2 separate regions of the Bicyclus anynana genome follow, and region 1 is linked to region 2. A link is a contact called in public Hi-C data. All regions are on one chromosome and are shown on one strand. The core of a region is the stretch at or near the end of the contact, and the rest is flanking DNA. Distances in the headings are between cores, read along the strand shown. Region 1 overlaps LOC112052560 (serine/threonine-protein kinase svkA). Region 2 has its middle 14 kb from the start of LOC112052569.

Region 1 (3,653 bases), core at 532-3,031, 110 kb after region 2:
TAGACGTACAGTAAAATGAAATATTATCTTAAATATTTATCTATTTTTCTCTTTTTGAGATTTTTCTTCGCAGAAATAGTTACAAGTAGTTTTCGTACAAAGTAGTTTTAAGGCTATGTGAGATGAGTGACGTTACATACCTACAGCTTATAAATATATATGAAACGTTACGCCATAGCCCATAGCGAAGATCGGCGTTAAAACAATATTACAAAGTGTTTTTTTACAGTAGGAAGTGACATCGTGTTTGTGTCGATGTTGTTTTAACAATCTGTGTTAATTTATCTTCATTACGATAAGCATACGGATTATAATCTATCTACAGTCATAATGGATTCTTTGTTTATATCTGTCTGTACTTAATAAATCTAGGTATAACCCATTTTGTGTTTTTGTTTTCAAACCTTTTTGTGGTATTTTAAGTAGATGACCTTTGAGTATTGTTGAACTTGCGATTTGATCAGTCGAGTAACTTCAGAAGATACTCCCAGGAAAATAATTGCTGACTATTCTTCGGATATGTGAAATAGAGAATACCAGAAACCATTCATATATTCTAGTAGATTTGTAATTCTAACTTATTATACGCGCTTACACTCGCTCTTTGGAGAGTGCAAACCAAACTCTGAAATTTTGAGAGTGTGGAGTCTACGTTGCGTTCGTGCCGCGAATGTGGAACACGCTTTATAATAACCACCTAAAGGATTGCTGGTTAGTACTCGTATAGGAAACAATATTATTAGAGACTAGCGGGCGTTCGCGACTTTGTCCGCCCTTAGACCTCTTTAATCCAGCCTTTACAGTAGTATCGCTGTAAAATTGGAGTAACATCTTACTTTTTCCCAACATTTCCCTTCACTGTTCTGCTCCTATTGACCGTAGCGTGATGAAAAGTATACTATAACCTGCCCAGGAGTATGAAGAATAATTGTACCAACCAAGTTTCGTTAAAATCCTTCGAGTAGTTTTTGTTTCTATAACAAACATACAGACAAAAATTTTATTGATTGCATTTTTGGCATCAGTATCGATCACTAATCACCGCCTTATTACCCCATTATTTTTGAAATATATTTCATGTACAGGATTGACCTCTCTACAGATTTATTATATTATTAGAGATTATTAGAGATGTGCCGAATATGACTTTGGTCGACTAGTCGACTATGAAGACTAATTGGTCGGACTAGTCGGCTAAGACGATCACGATTTGGGGGATTTTCGTAAAACTTAGTTTTGGTAGGTACAGCTGATATAAGTGCTAATCGCCAGCGAGTATGTCGATGTGTTTAGTTTACTTGGTATTGTTTTCTTAGTTTTAAATTCATTCTCATAATCAGTCATTGTGTTATTTATTATCACATTTAGATAAAAAATTAAGCTTTTAATAAATTAATTCTATTAACCTCATTATGTTATGTCATGATTATAATCGCATAATATAAATGCAATCCTACTACCTACAATCTACTGTAGGTAACGTCCGTTCATATTCGTATAACTCTAATAATGTAAAGAGGTAACATTGGTGAGGTTGTAGGGGGTAATCTATGAATGTACTGAACCGATTTTTTAATTTTTTTGCTAAAAGCCACGTCATTTGTGATTTTCACAGGCTATATTTTATCACTGCTTTCCCATCGGTACGCAGGTGAAACCGCGGGGCGTTTTCTAGTTTTATATAAACTCAATTGAATGCACTGTCTTATACGTTGGTATAGACGGTGCTCTAATTTACTCCTACGTCTCTGTAGAGGCTGGCTTAAAGCCAACAGTCAATATTTGAAACAGTTGCATATGCATGCTATGTGTGCCCGCGGAGTCAACACTAAATGCAGTCGAGCTTACTTACGATGCCGATGTAAAACTCCGCCTGTATATTTTCCACAAACTTATTTTATTACGTCGAGAGCGGGGGAGGGCTAGAGTCGACATCTAGAGTGGCGTCGGGTCTCTGAACAGACGAGAAGGACGAGTGCCAAAGTGTTCTTGTTCCTTTAAGAATATTTCAAACTGTAACTGCTATATCGTTTGTTATGGAAGAGGGGATTTTTTTTTGGTCCCGCCGTTTTGTTTGTTCGCCGTTTTGGAGTTTAGTCGTCCAAATAATAGAGCGGCGACTATTGTCTAAAATGGGAGAGCAATTTGCAAGTGTGCTTTTTTGGTTTTTTTTTTTTTGTAAATTCTATTTCGGTCCATCCGATTTTTTTTTAGCAGTTTCATGTTTTGGACGTGAAAATCAAAACATGAAAAAATCTTTAAAGTACGAGTACGAGGTACATATCAAATCAAAGTAATTATTTCATTCAGGTCCAGTAGTTTGCCTACGTAATTTCGGACTCGCAGCTTCTGGGTTCGAAGCTTGGCTCGTGATGTGAAATATTGAGCTTTTCGTTCTTCCAAAGATTTTTTTGTAAGAATTTTCTACCCCTACGAAAAGTTGGTGGTGTTGCACTTTCTTACTTTTGGTGTGAAACAATTATTAATATGAAATTTAATAACCCTTTTAGTTTCTATTATGTCAACCATTGACTATCAAGTAATCTCACAAGCCTGCAGCGCTAACGGCTTGACGTCCGATAAAACTGACCGTGTGTTGGTTGCGATCGGTATGATGTCATTCACATCGCGACCAACACGATCAGTTTTATCGGCTGTCAAGACGTTAGCGCTGCAGGCATGTGAGATTACTTGATCGTCAGTGGCTGACATTAAAGTGGTTTAGTTCAACATATTCAGATTCTAATCTAACAATATTTTATGTTGATATTTTCAGGTGTCGCGGGCCAATTAACAAACACAACTAGCAAAAGGAACACATTCGTCGGTACGCCGTTTTGGATGGCGCCCGAGGTCATAAAACAGTCGTGCTACGACAGCAAAGCGGACATCTGGTCACTGGGCATCACTGCCATAGAACTAGCGAAGGGAGAGCCCCCCAACTCAGAGCTGCACCCCATGAGAGTGCTGTTCCTCATACCCAAGAACAACCCCCCACAACTGACCGGCAGCTATTCGAAACCCTTCAAAGAGTTCGTCGAGGCGTGCTTGAATAAGGACCCCGAAAATGTAAGTGCTTGTTGTACCTTATCGAGCTGGCGATTGGAGATCCTCACTTCTGTGGGCTATTATTTTTATACAAACTTTATAAAAATAATAGCCCACTAGTTGCGAGGCTTTTTTTCCTAGTCGTCATAATTAAAAAATCCAATACACCGTGCGTTCGTCACCGCGGCACAGTCGCGACTGTCTTCACCCTACGATCACCCCACGTTCGAGGTGCGTAGGTATAGCTCGCGTTTCGACCTCTAGTATGAAGTCCAACTACTGGTTTTAATGTGGCCACACTTCTGGGAACTGCACCCCATGAGAGTGTTGTTCCTCATACCCAAGAACAATCCCCTATAACTGACCGGCAGATATTCGAAACCCTTTCAAAGAGTTCGGTCGAGGCGTGCTTGAATAAGGACCCCGAAAATGTAAGCGCTTGTTGTACCTTTTATTTTTTCGACGACGCAATTATTGGCACTTTTCCGTTTGAATTAAAATGGCGTGTATGAGGGAATTTTTTATACTTTCACAATATACACTTAAGTATACCTTAACAGGAGTGTTAAAAGGTCCGGTCCAATAAAGGTTTCCTTGGGACTAAA
Region 2 (4,091 bases), core at 649-3,148:
TTCTATTTTTTAGTTATAGTTAATTTTTACATAACATATTCAGGCGACTTAATTGAAGTATGCGCTGTAAATCATTACCTGATCGAATTAACAAATATGTGTAGCAAGTAACAAAATTATTGTTTTCTGCCAAACGACAATACGATATGGAAGTCGGTTTTCTATTGTCTTGTAGTTTAAGCGTCCGCATAGCTTACGCCTGGGCCACGAAACTATCCTCCCTTTCGAGTCCACTATTCGCTATTCGGCCACGAAGTTCATGAGTTCGCTTGCGGCGTTTATGAGCATCAAAAACAAAGCCACGATGTTCACCTTGCAATAAAATTTAGCGTCAAACTATTTTACAAGTGTTATATAGCGTTTAATATTAGCGTCAAAAAAAACTACGAAGTCCATGAGTTCGAGTGCATCTATACTTTATTTTTCTATATATTCTTTACAAGTTAGCCCTTGACTGCAATCTCACCTGATGCAATGATGCAGAGATGATGCAATCTAAGATGGAAGCGGGCTAACTAAAGGGGTAATCTCTAGATCAAACTAAACGATTTAAAAAAAAATTACCAATAAAATGCTATGTTATTTTCGATGTGTGATGGCTATGTTTTATCCCCATATTCCCACGAGAAAGGGAACTGCCACGGGCTATAAAATTCTCAATTTAGTTGCTGCTTCAACTGGAATCACTACAATTTGGAGCTATATTTCGAGAGATTGCCGGTTGAATACAATACGTTTTTGACGCTTGACGCAGATTCTGTCGCCTTTATAGCAGATAGTATTTGCTTACAGCTTTCCGGATCGTGGCCCACAGTTTATGCAATATAAAGCCGTCGTCTGAACCGGCATCTTGGATAATTTCCAAAGCGACGTTAGTAGTTTGGTAACATTGTAATGTTTGTCGTACAATGTAAACACCTGCCGAGCCAGACATAGTTGGTTTTGTTTGACTTTTCTGAATTTCGAAATACCGTGTCTCTTTGATAGAGGCAGGCACCTTGCGACTGCGTTGTTCACTGTTATAACGTTAAGTGTGTAGACACTTGGGCCCCATGTTCAAAGCGAATATTTTTTTTTACTGAGAAGTCTCTGATATGTAAGTATATGTAGTATTCTTTTATTGTGACGTTGATAACCCATTGTGAGAATTTCTAAATGTACTAAGTGTAACTTGGTTTCAGTAGCATTTAGATACTAATTTCGTCTTTCGGTCTAGCGCTTTACCGTCTTCATGTTGTTACTGATGCTAGAAAACTCACGTGCAAGGGTGAGTTGTCGGTTACAAATACCCTCGTAGATAGGCTTTTCAAAATGGTAGATTAATGGTAGGCGTCCACAGATCGGCGTCGTACGCATCGCATTTTAGTATTCTTTGTTTATAGTGAGTCATACTAGTGCGTCCATTGATTCGCATTGAACGGATCACATCGAACGGATTTTATGTACCGTGTAATTAAAAATCCGTTAGATGCGATCAGTCCGATATGTATAAGTGGATCATCGTATACCTACTTAACAAAAATCGCGCTGAGACCTAATAAAAAATTAATTTCGTTTCAATCTGTATGAATTTATTGAAATTGATATCTATTTGAAAGTGACGTATCACTTTACGGATTTCTTTAAAGTTGAAGTAACATGCGCATACTTACTCAAAATAATTTAATAATTAATATGTATCGCCTTTCAAGTGACATTTTAAACTACACTCCAAATATTGATTCATCAGCCAGCTTGAATTGTATTGCTTTGGATCTTGTAGGCTCTATTTATGGCAGAGTATATTAAAATCGACCTTTGACCTCTCCGCTTCGTGATTCACGTGAACTATTGGGTCCGTGGGTGAAAGGTGGGGTTTCTTGGTGGGGGTATGGTACTGTACTGCTTTGTGTTTGTAACGAGCCGACACGACATCACGTTTAATTTGTACTATAACTTTGATTGCGTATGACCTATAGAGTAAAAGGTTTTTATACACACAGTTCGGTGCGATCGATCTGTTGAAACAGTCACCGTAGGCTGCGTAAATAAAACTTTATGTAACCGAGTCAATGTTTACATCAATTATGTATAATATATGTAATTATGAAACGTTTGCCTCAAGGAGTAAATTGGGACGGGAGTTTCACGTACGACCCTTAACAAGCGGAAGTGTGTTATGCGATAAGGAATAAGTAATAAGTTTATTTTGTAATTTAATTAATTCCGACAATTTACAATTGGTATATTTGTTAATTTAATCAATAAGTTAGGTACAGGAAATATTACATCATTACATTAGAGTTCCTCGAATAACCGTTCGTTCTATTCAATTATAATAGTTATTTACATGTATTGAACAGAGATGAAATGAAGAATGCATTGAAAGAAATATCTACCTTTTGCATAATATTATAATTAAATAGACTAAGCTAATCAGTATTAAACTAAATATGCTCAATACGTAACCTTTTGTTTATCAAAATTTTTGTTTCCATATCATGCACTGATTTGGAAATATATTAGGTTTTTACCTATGAAATTGCCGCATTTTTTTGTATTAAATGAAGTAATGCAATCGATGCATCTTTGCCAACATTGCATTTTATTTTTACATGGCATTTTATTGATGCCCTTCTTAAAGAAATCAGCTGGACAGGAGACAACAAAATCTTTAAACCATATTGATTTTCACCAATAGATAGAATGATTTATGAGAAGTTTAGGTAATTTGTAAAGGTTTTGTGTAAATCAGCTGAAATAACGATAATTGTTTGCTTGAAATTTTGAAGGGTCAGAGGTTGGGTGAAGTAAGGAAAACTGCTAGTAATAAAGAAATGAAAATTAAATAAAAAATAAAAGATGTTAAAGGCGAGGTGTTGCATAATATCGTCTATTACCCCAACGTTCCCACCGGTTGCCCTACTTACCGATCGTTTAACTAGTCGCCACTTTATTATGAAGCATTGCAGCCATAAGCAGGATAAAAATAATAAATTGCGGCATTGTGGGGGACTGTTACGGCGTAGACGTAGAGGGTCCGGTGATTGCCAGCAATTCTGTGCACGACTATCGTACTACGTCTCTACAAACACACCATCACTATGATAAAGGTAGAAAAGATACCGACCATTTCGACCCAGCACATTACAGAAAATAACATGATTAAAAATCAAAATGATTATAAATCAAAATCATCAAAAATACTCAATCAGAATTTACAGTTGTTAGGTATATATAAAATATAATTTTTGATATGTGTTTTTTGTTGAAATGGTGCATTTTATTATACTATACTGGCCCATATCTTGATAATGCAATTTTCAATTCAACCCAAATTAAACTAGTCTAAAACTGATATTATTATTTACTAAATTACACTGATTTTGTTAATTACTTAATTGATCAAATTGGATAAGTAATTATAAATCAAAATCATCAAAAATACTCAATTAGAAATTACAGTTGTTAGGTATATATAAAAAATAATTTTTGATATGTGTTTTTTGTTGAAATGGTGCATTTTATTATACTATACTGGCCATATCTTGATAATGCAACTTTCAATTCAACCCAAATTAAACCAGTCTAAAAGTGATATTATTATTTACTAAATTACACTGATTTTGTAATTTACTTAATTGATCAAATTGGATAAGTAATAGGTTCATTAATCAAAATTTGTGCCCAGCAATGTATGAAAAGTGGCCAATTTTCTTGAATACCTTATATTGCAAACAAACGTTTAGCGGAGATGAAAAATTAATTATCGCAATAACCTTGACTTGACGCAAAACAATATAGAAATTGGTGCCGACCGCTCATGATGTAAACTGTTAAGCAAGAGACAACGCCGACACCGCAATACCAACTGATAGTTGTTGTTTAGTTGAAAGTTTCAATGGTACGAAACTCAATAATACCGTTGCATTAACCGCAGTAATAAAAGAATAATTGGTTTAATTTAATGTGGCTTTTTTATTTTATTATTATTATTTTGACGGCCTCTGTGGCGCAGTGGTATTCGCGGTGGATTTACAAAACGGAGGTCCTGGGTTCGATCCCCGGCTGGGCGGATTGAGATTTTCTTAATTTGTCCAGGTCTGGCTGGT

What was found. A called contact is a pair of places that touch in the nucleus more often than the background predicts.
Region 1: a contact with region 2 is called in a Hi-C map of whole body, with 2.0 times the contacts expected there. The contact joins two enhancer-like sites. A contact is called at or near these places in 2 of 2 Hi-C or Micro-C datasets (whole body and whole larva).

Annotation. Positions count from the first base shown.
Region 1 is chr3:14,818,165-14,821,817 of ilBicAnyn1.1, forward strand. It overlaps LOC112052560 (serine/threonine-protein kinase svkA), which reads left to right. Exons shown (of 13, transcript XM_052891184.1): 4 at 2,777-3,069. Among protein-coding and RNA genes, the nearest start is that of LOC112052565, 84 kb to the right of the region's middle. Within about 2 kb of position 1,782, at least 2 of the 8 cell types and tissues checked have open chromatin away from gene starts, as enhancers often do.
Region 2 is chr3:14,707,918-14,712,008 of ilBicAnyn1.1, forward strand. No RefSeq gene overlaps it. Among protein-coding and RNA genes, the nearest start is that of LOC112052569, 14 kb to the left of the region's middle. Within about 2 kb of position 1,899, at least 6 of the 8 cell types and tissues checked have open chromatin away from gene starts, as enhancers often do.